Linked DNA regions of Strix aluco: region 2 is linked to region 1. A link is a contact called in public Hi-C data. All regions are on one chromosome and are shown on one strand. The core of a region is the stretch at or near the end of the contact, and the rest is flanking DNA. Distances in the headings are between cores, read along the strand shown.

Region 1 (4,397 bases), core at 1,026-3,525:
AGATTTATTGGACCATAACATGGCAATTTAACGATCATCTACATTATTTCACATTCTTAGTTTGCAAGAACCAATTCATAGCCCAGTGGAAAAACATCACTGGTTTTAAAGAACTGTGGATCTCACTCTATGCAGTTTTTCTGACTGTAGAGCATTTGTTTTGCCATTAGTCTGAAATCTTCATAAAAATCAGGTATAATTACATAAGAAATATAAAAATACATACACGTTTAGCTGAATGATACAATGACAATGCACTATGATGTCTTAGAAGCATCCAAACTTAGATTCGGTTTCTCAATTTCAAACCTCAATGAAGTCATGGGAGTCTTTCCACTGACCTCAATGAACACAGTTGTCAGCAACAGTAACTGCCATATATGCAGTTGCCAGCAACAAGGGCTGTTTGGGCCACTTCAGTCAGGCAAGAACAGTCTTTATAGTTACTCAACTACAGTAAGAGTGCTAACAACAATAGTAAAATAAGAATAATAATGTTTATTCTGCTGCTAAATCAACTAAAATATTTTTAGTACTACCTGACTAGTACAGGAAAAAATCAATTGGTTGTATGTTTATCATTGGCTGAGCACTTTCCTAATATAAATGAACTTTTTTGTAGAGAATTGTGATCAGAAACAGAAATGCAGTAGGAAATACACTGCATGAGAAACCATACTGTATTTTAAATCATTACATGGACAGTGAAGAGTCAGAATGTATAGATACAAGTACGATCCTCTATTGAGGCCAAAGGTTTTGGTTTTTTTCTTACAGAACCTGATCTCATGTTCTTCACTCAAGCAAATCAGAGACTAAGGCACAAAACACATTGAAAGGTAGGTTCACCCACATCACTGCTAGCTTATGTCACTAGAATGAGTTTAATAAACCTAAAATAGTCATGAGGCACTTCATGTAATACTCATGCAAGCTGTGCTGTTCCCCAACTGGGAAAGGGATGAGGATCTTGTACCCAGCACCCTTCTATAGAAGTGCTGTCCTTTAGCCAAGGTGAGTGATTGGGGAAGGGGGACAGCTCGACATCTTAATGGGATGGGGAGGGGGTATGGACGCCATTCAGCAACCAGCAAATGCTCTTTTCCTAAATCTCTCACAGAAAGGCTGTTCTTCAGTTCTGCACCTTTGTAGAAGACAAGAAAGCTATTTCTTTTGAAACGTGCCGCATAAAAAATGATGGAATTATTATTTAGAAAGCAGTTATTGATCAGAAATAGAATGGGCTTGAATACGAAACGAGCACACGCCATGAAAGCAGCCGCCGCCGCCTCCAGCCCCGCGGACGGTCACGGCTGGCAGCGCGGCCGCCGCAGCCTGTCGCCAGGGACAGGTGGGGCAGGGCCGCCCGCGGGGCCCGGCCCGCGGGCGCTCCCGCCGCTGGAGCACCCGCCACGGCCGCCCAGGGTCCGTCCCCGCCCGGGGCGGCGGCCAAGGTCACCCCCGCCCCGGGCCAGCCCGGCACGGCGCTGCCTCCTGCCTCGGGACTTACCTAGCGCCGCGGGGAAAGCCATGCTGGGGCCGGGCCGGGCCCCGCCGCCGGCGGTCCCGCCGCCCGGGCAGACTCTGTCAGAAGCCGCCGGCGGAGGCGGCGGAGGGAGGAGCCGCTCCCCACCAGCTGCCGCCGCTCCCCTCTGCCGCATCCACCCGCCGGGCGCCCCGCTACCGCAGTGCCGCCCCTGCCCCGGGCCCGGCCCTTTATGGCCGCTGCGGCCCCCGGGCCGAGGAACGCGCCGGGCCCGCCAGCTGCCTCCTGGGCGGCTGCATCGCGGCCCGGGGCGGCTCCGCAGCAGGTGGGGCCGGGGGGGCGGCGGGCGCGGCGTGCAGCCTACTGCCGGGCCAGGCGCCAGCTACCGGGGCGGCCCCCGCCCCCCTGCCCGGCGGGGTCTGGGGGGCCGCCCCGGCGCGGGGTCCGCTAACACCGCCGACAGTGGCCTTGACGGGGCGGGGCGAGAGGGGGCGCGCGCCCTGCCTGTACCTCTGTGAGGAGACTCAGGCCCGGGCGCGGGCGGTTGCTTCGGGCGCTGTCCGGCGCCGCGACTGCGCCTGAGGGAGGGAGCCAGAGGACCCGCGAGCAGCCTTTCCTTCCTTCTCTCCCTCCCCCTGCCCGCGCCGCGGCGGTCCCTTCCTCTTCGCAGGCTTCGAGACAGAAGTCGCGCTGTCACATGGCTGCTTGCCGGCGCGGGAAGGAGGAGGGAGCTCCCCGGGGCGCGCTGCGCCGGCCCGGCCCCGGCCCCAGCCCGCCCTCACCTCAGCCCGCCTCAGCCCGCCCTCACCTCAGCCCGTCTCAGCCCGCCCTCACCTCAGCCCGCCTCAGCCCGCCCTCACCTCAGCCCGTCTCAGCCCGCCCTCGCCTCAGCCCGCCCTCACCTCAGCCCGCCTCAGCAGCGGGGCGGCCGGCGCGGGGTGCCCCGGGAGTGCTGCCTTCACCAGCGCTTATTTCAAAACTCCTCTTCAGAAAGCGCTTTAATGTAGAAAACTTTGGTTCGGGACCAGAACGTCGTGAGGCTGGTGCAAAGATGACACCCGGTAAGTAAGTTTGCTGCCGGTGTATCCCTATCAGAAGTGTTTTCGACAATGTCCGTCCTTCAGTGGAGCAACACGGTTTAGGTGCTCGCATATACTTAAAAAAACCCAAACCCCACCACCAACAAAAACACCTTACCAGATAAAGAGCCCACGACAAATAACTGAAGGTCAAAACAAGCATTACTCAGCAGGAATGAGAATCTTAATATGTAAAATAGTTTGAGCTTATTTTGAGAGATTCCGGGACCTGAAGCTGAAAGATAAATTTGGGTTACAATACTTGGAGTCTAATCTGAAGACATTTAAATCTAAAAATATCCTTACAGTGTAGGGAAGCACTGGGAATGTAGCAACTGAAGAACAAGGTCCTTTGTGTAAAAAGGCAAGCAAGATAAAGGTAGATCTCCCAAAACATGTGAGGGATCGGGTAGTTCTGAGGCAAGTGTGCTGTCCTCACTATGTCCTCCCGGCTTGGTAAACAAAGAAACACTCCATTCATAAACCTCAGGGGTTTTCGGCTTCAGAAATTCCTTTACTTTACACAGCTGGTGAAAAAATGGAAGTGAAAAGGAAGTAGGTGACCATACAAAGTTTGAGTTGCAAAGAAGAGTTGCAGAAGTTTGTAAAGTCTGAGTTGCAAAGACAACCAGATATTTTGTCTCTTACACTAGTATCAACATAATCACATTTATGTGCTTGTAAAAAACCTAAGAATTATGGCCACAGCTGTTGTATGAGACATTTGAAAATGAGTCAGCCATCCAAAATCATAAATAGTTGATTTTAGAATAATACTACTAAAAAAATAGATATTGTTTTTTAGCTTGGACAAAAAGGCTTATGCTGCATGTGCATGTTTCTCCCACAGTAACTCTGAATGTCTTCATCAGCTGCTGCCAGGCTACACCCAGACAAGCCATCTGGCACCCAGGAAACTGCATACTGTAAGTGTCTGTCTGACTCACGGCTGCCCTGCCCACATGATACATGAGTAAAGGACACCTGTTGCTGCTGGCCATTCAGTACACCCGTTGATTGCTGATCTGTTAGTCCTGCTTCCTTTCTCCTTCTCCCTACCACCTGCCTGAACTTGCCCAAACTTGCCTGCTTCCCACAGCAGAGTTTGCCTGGCGGTTTGGGCTCCTTAGTGGCCCTCTAATCATAACTGTGCTCTGTCTGCTGGACTCAGGTATCCCATGGCCTCTTGGGTTCCTCTTCTCAGCTTGGCAAATAGGTCTTGCCTCCACACTTGATATAATCTCTCTTCTAACTATGGGATGTAAGAGTCTGGAAGGGTTCCCACTTGTGCTATTGCTGGCTTTCTACCAACCACAATGAAAAAATAACGGTCTCAAAGATAACTGAGCTTCTGCAATTTTCTTTCATGGAAACAGGCAGCTCTGTATGCCACAAGTGAAGAAAACATTGCAGTGTTAGTTCACATTTTATGAAGGCCAGAGAATTCACACAGAAGGGAGACCTTAAAAATGCCTTAACAAAGAAAAATCTTCTATGAGCACTGAAGTACAAATCCATACAGATGTAGGTGTTGTCCTGTTGATTGTTACTTGGGTCAAGAGACTCATCCCCCCTCTCTGCACCCTCCTTTCAGGGAGTTGTAGAGGGCCATGAGGTCTCCCCTCAGCCTCCTCTTCTCCAGACTAAACCCCCCCCAGTTCCCTCAGCCGCTCCCCATCAGACCTGTGCTCCAGACCCTGCACCAGCTTCGTTGCCCTTCTCTGGACACGCTCGAGTAATTAATTTGGAATATATACATAGAACTATGCTTATATAAAATGCAAAATGTTTTGAAAATGACTTGCACTGATATTAGAACTGATAGTAGGTTT
Region 2 (4,397 bases), core at 1,028-3,527, 180 kb before region 1:
AAAATATAATATTTAAATATACAGTTTGTATATATACTAACCGCTAAGGCAATCCATATGTGCAGTTGAGTGTGTTCCTGTTTCAGTATACTTATAACTTCATCACCCTCAGGTAACTGATCGAAGTCAAGCTCAATAACCTGGAACCAAACAATACACATTTTCTTTTCACAAAGCATTAATGATGTTATTTATCACTGAGCTCAAAGGAAGCTGGACATTTCAAAGCACAAAACAGAAATAACTATTTGTGTTTAAACATGGTTACGGACAAAGGAAGTGATAATGTACTGTATTGTGAACAAGACAAAAGTGATGGCCTCTCATAAATATCAGAGAAAAGACAGCCCAATGTTTGGGATACTAGTCAGGGAAAATAAGCAGAGATGGTAACTCAACTTCTTTCACCATAGATTTCAGGCTCAGAATTTTTAAAGTTCAGCTAATAACCAACGTAACTCCACACTGTTGAACTTCAAAAAGTTTTCCTACAGGTAAATACAAAGTTCTAGGATACAGTCAAAATCTTCCAAGTAATCAGGTGTTGGAGAATCAATACCTAGGTTTTATCTCAGAGCCCTGAAATGTTGTAAAGTCATCTTTACGCCCAAGAAAATTAAGGGATTATTGAAGTGGCAAACATTATAAAGAACAGACTAAATCTCTGAATATTAACAACCATAGTCATCATGAGCAAATGACATCAACAACGCTTCACCATGCGAGCATTATTTCGCAAGTATGATTTTCCCATGTTGACCTACTCTTCTGATATGGAAAATGAGGAAAAAGGAACAGATACTCCCAAGGTGGGATGTTTGGCAACAGAATTTAACTGTCTGTTAGTTCACTTGCTACTCAGTCATGCTGCCTTTAACATTAGTCATCTACGTTACCATTTACTTTACAGCAAGTAAGAGGTGTAGTTGTAGTACCCAGGCTTCTACCCTGATTACCAGTGCAGGAACTCTTTCTCTGAAGACTGGATTAGAGCAGTCCAGTTTATAAGGGTTTATAGTTCTAACTGTTCAAAATTTGAGAGTACCAACAAAAATATTTCTGTTACTACTGTCATTTTCAGTTTGTCTTGCACAGTACCTCCTGTTTGACAGATAATGCGGTTTTTAAATTTGGGCAACCCTCATCTACAAGCTAAAATAGTTATTAACAAGAAATAGATGTTGCCAGCACAGCAAATAAATATGGAAGTAAAAAAGGGCAGCAAAAAAAAGCCTGTATTTTATAGCAGCCTTTAGTGATTAATTCAAAACTTCAGGATCCATGTAGTCCTAGCCATAACATTTGTTAGACTATGGATAGATACGTTCACAAAAAGCATTCTTCAGCCCGTAAGCAGTATGTGTCAATACCCTATTTAGCTATAGTGTTTAGTATCTGCTATGGAATGATTTAACTTCAAACTTGATAAAACCCTGCAAAGTTCTAAATACTTCTCTTACATCTTTTAACCTTGGTTCATGGCAGTCTACCTTAAATAAAGTTAAATTAATTTCTAAACTCACATTCCAAGACCTTTACAGAGTGGACCAACTGCCCTACCTGTACCTATATGCCAATTTAGGGACATGCATGCTGTTTACAAATCAATGCAGCCAGGAAAATCAGCGTCCAACAAACTAAAGAGAGAATTTAGCTGGACGCCACCATAAACAAGCACAAACTAAAGATCAGATACTGTTCCTAGCAGGGTCTTCCCTCCTGAGGGGTGGCTGTGCTGGATGCACCTATAGCGGGAGGAGGGGCTGCCCCTTCCTGAGAGACGCGTGGTACCCAAGGCCCCGGACAGCCCGCCCGCCTCTTCCAAGGGCTCTCCCTCGCCAGCAAGACACCAGGCAGGGACAGGGTGTTACGGCTAGCACAGGGCAGGCGCCGTTCACCGAGCGGCACCGGCGAAGGCAGGTTTGGGTTTCTTTCCGCAAAACGATACGCCGGTGTCCCTAGCAACCTGCTCCGCTCAGGGAAGGGAGCGACACTCCCCCTAAGCCCAGGACAAAACTCCGAGAGGAAGCGACGAACGCCCGCGCCCCGGCACGCACCCCAGAGCGCCCTCCTTCCTCCCCCGCCCCAGGACCAGGCCGCACCGCGCCGCCCCCTCCCAGCCCCCAACTCGCCTCATCGGTGTCCCGGAGAGGGATCTCAATAGACCCCCGCGACATGATGGCGACGCGGCTGCCCGCCGAGCTGCCGCCGAGCCACCCGCCCGCAGCCGCCCGTCCCGCGCGCACTTCCCCTCGCAGCCCGCCTGACCCGGACGTGCTCGGCCAGGGGGCGGGGGGGGCGGGCCGGCTCCCGCCACGAGCCAATCCCAGCGGCGCGCGAGCCTCGCGCCGCCTCGCGCCCCTGCGTGAGAAGGAGGGAGCGCTCTGAGGCCGGACGCGCGCGCGCGCGCCCCTGTTGCTGCGGCAACGGCGGCCTCGCGCGCGCCCCTCAGCGAGCGGCGCGGCCCCGGCGGGCGCCGCCCTGGCGGGCCGGGCCCCGGGAGCCGCCAGCCCCGGCCCGGCGCCGGGCTGGAGGGGGACGGGCTGCGCTGTATCACCTCCCGGGCGGCCGCTTCCAGCGCTCCTCCGTGTGGTGGCCTTTTAAAACGCGAGCCGTCCCCTCAGGACAGAGTGAGGGCTTACTGGGGATTGCAGACAGGTATTAGTCCCGTTTATACATATATATCACGTATTTACCTATAGAAATACATATATATGATGCCAAGAGATAATGGTGTGTGTTTACACACACACACACAGGGATAAATTGAATAGATTTGCAGCTAGTAGCTCTCTGAGTCATAACCACGACTCCCTCCAGCTATGCCTCTTCTCATGTCATTTTACAATTATTAAAGGTTTCCAACCAAGTGCATTGAAATGTGTGGAATTTCCCTGTCTTTGCTGAAAAACAAATAATGCATAAATCCAAATACATACTATCTGACTAGCTTAGTTGGTGTAATATTGTTAATACACATCTACAATTTTTTAGCCACAGTGTGGCCAACTATTTGCAAATTATCTACATGCTTTTAATTACAAATACTGAACCTGATCAAATTCTGAATCCTGAACCTAGGCCCTGATCCTGGAACTTGTTTTGTGTGAGGCATTCAGCCACTTGGAGGTGCATGAGAAAAGAAGAAATTTAAAAATTGGGTTCCTAAATCGTTTTTTCTTTCCAATTACCATGGCAGATGCACTGATGTATTTGGATAAAACACAGCATGCATCGTAACATATGACCAATATTAGATATTTTTGCAGCTGTACCATGGAAAAAAAAAGGGTAGTAAGACTAAAAGATCCACTGGCGCATTTCTACTAAGAAGATTAAAAAAAAAAATTTGTTACATGCTACTTACACAGCCTAATAAACCCTAAAGCAAACTTGATTTTGTCCTTTAGCTAACCATCCACAGAATACAGAATGTGGACTGAACTGATAGTCATAACTATAAAGCATTAAATTACTAAATTTTATTTAAAATTTTAATTGTTAATTACTATAATAGTATATATTATAGTAGTAACGACTAGCTTACTTGCAGTGTTACCTGTTCTCTGAAGCCAAAGCAAGTAGTATTTTTAATTAGTTAACATTTTGAATCTCAACTTTTGATTTTTATTTATGCACTAATTATTCTGAACTGAGCTTCCTGGTCCAATGAAGTATAACTAGTATTTCTGCTAGTAACATAGGTCTTTGAGTAGGTATGTGCTGTAAATACTTTTTGTAGAGAAACTTTTGTGTGTGGCAGGAAAGCAAAGTGACACTGACATTAATGGAGTGAAAGCATGCGTTTTTTCATTAAAAACATGCCAAAACCAATGTTCTGCAGAGCAAGATACTGAGTTCCTAAGCCTATTTTTCTGATTTATAGGCTAATTTTTCACAAATAAACTACCTTTTAGATATTTTAATTTACATTGAAACAATTTGGACTGAAAAGACAGTGTTTCTGATATGTTTGTTCAGCAGTTAGTGTCTGTAGTAAACTAGCTTTCCTCATGGAAAAAAAACTAGTTTAAATGAAAGATTTTATAGCTTCAGGCCTTAAGAATATTAAACTGAAGTTAAAGAGGGAAAACAATTCTTGCTTCCTGGTATAAACCTACTAGGAAAGTTTTAAGTTGTTGAAAATTTTATTACTATACTATGCAAACTATTGACTTTTGTGTTGAGTCAGGAAGACTCCTTTCTTCCATATATGTGGATAACAAATCACTACTGGGTATGTAGAAACTCTTTAATGTATAAAATATTGTTCTGGTGAAAAAGGCTATTTATTTATTTACTTTCTGAGTGCTTAGGAACATCTCAAGAAAAGAGACTTATCTTGCTGTCTTTTGCTTTTATTTCATTGAAATTTATTATGATGAACATTTAAATTA

The links. Hi-C and Micro-C count contacts between places; a contact is called where the count stands out from the background.
Region 2: a Hi-C map of brain shows a contact between it and region 1, with 3 times the contacts expected there. The contact joins the promoter of CTR9 here to the promoter of AMPD3 in region 1. A contact is called at or near these places in 2 of 2 Hi-C or Micro-C datasets (brain and heart).

What each region holds. Positions count from the first base shown.
Region 1 is chr16:730,291-734,687 of bStrAlu1.hap1, reverse strand. It overlaps AMPD3 (adenosine monophosphate deaminase 3), which reads right to left and starts at 2,275. Exons shown (of 15, transcript XM_074841637.1): 1 at 1,997-2,275. It overlaps SBF2 (SET binding factor 2), which reads left to right and starts at 2,363. Exons shown (of 41, transcript XM_074841634.1): 1 at 2,363-2,547; 2 at 3,416-3,491. The coding sequence starts at 3,425.
Region 2 is chr16:914,864-919,260 of bStrAlu1.hap1, reverse strand. CTR9 (CTR9 homolog, Paf1/RNA polymerase II complex component) reads right to left here and starts at 2,277. Exons shown (of 25, transcript XM_074842450.1): 1 at 2,133-2,277; 2 at 42-140. The coding sequence starts at 2,177. It overlaps IRAG1 (inositol 1,4,5-triphosphate receptor associated 1), which reads left to right and starts at 2,544. Exons shown (of 27, transcript XM_074842043.1): 1 at 2,544-2,658.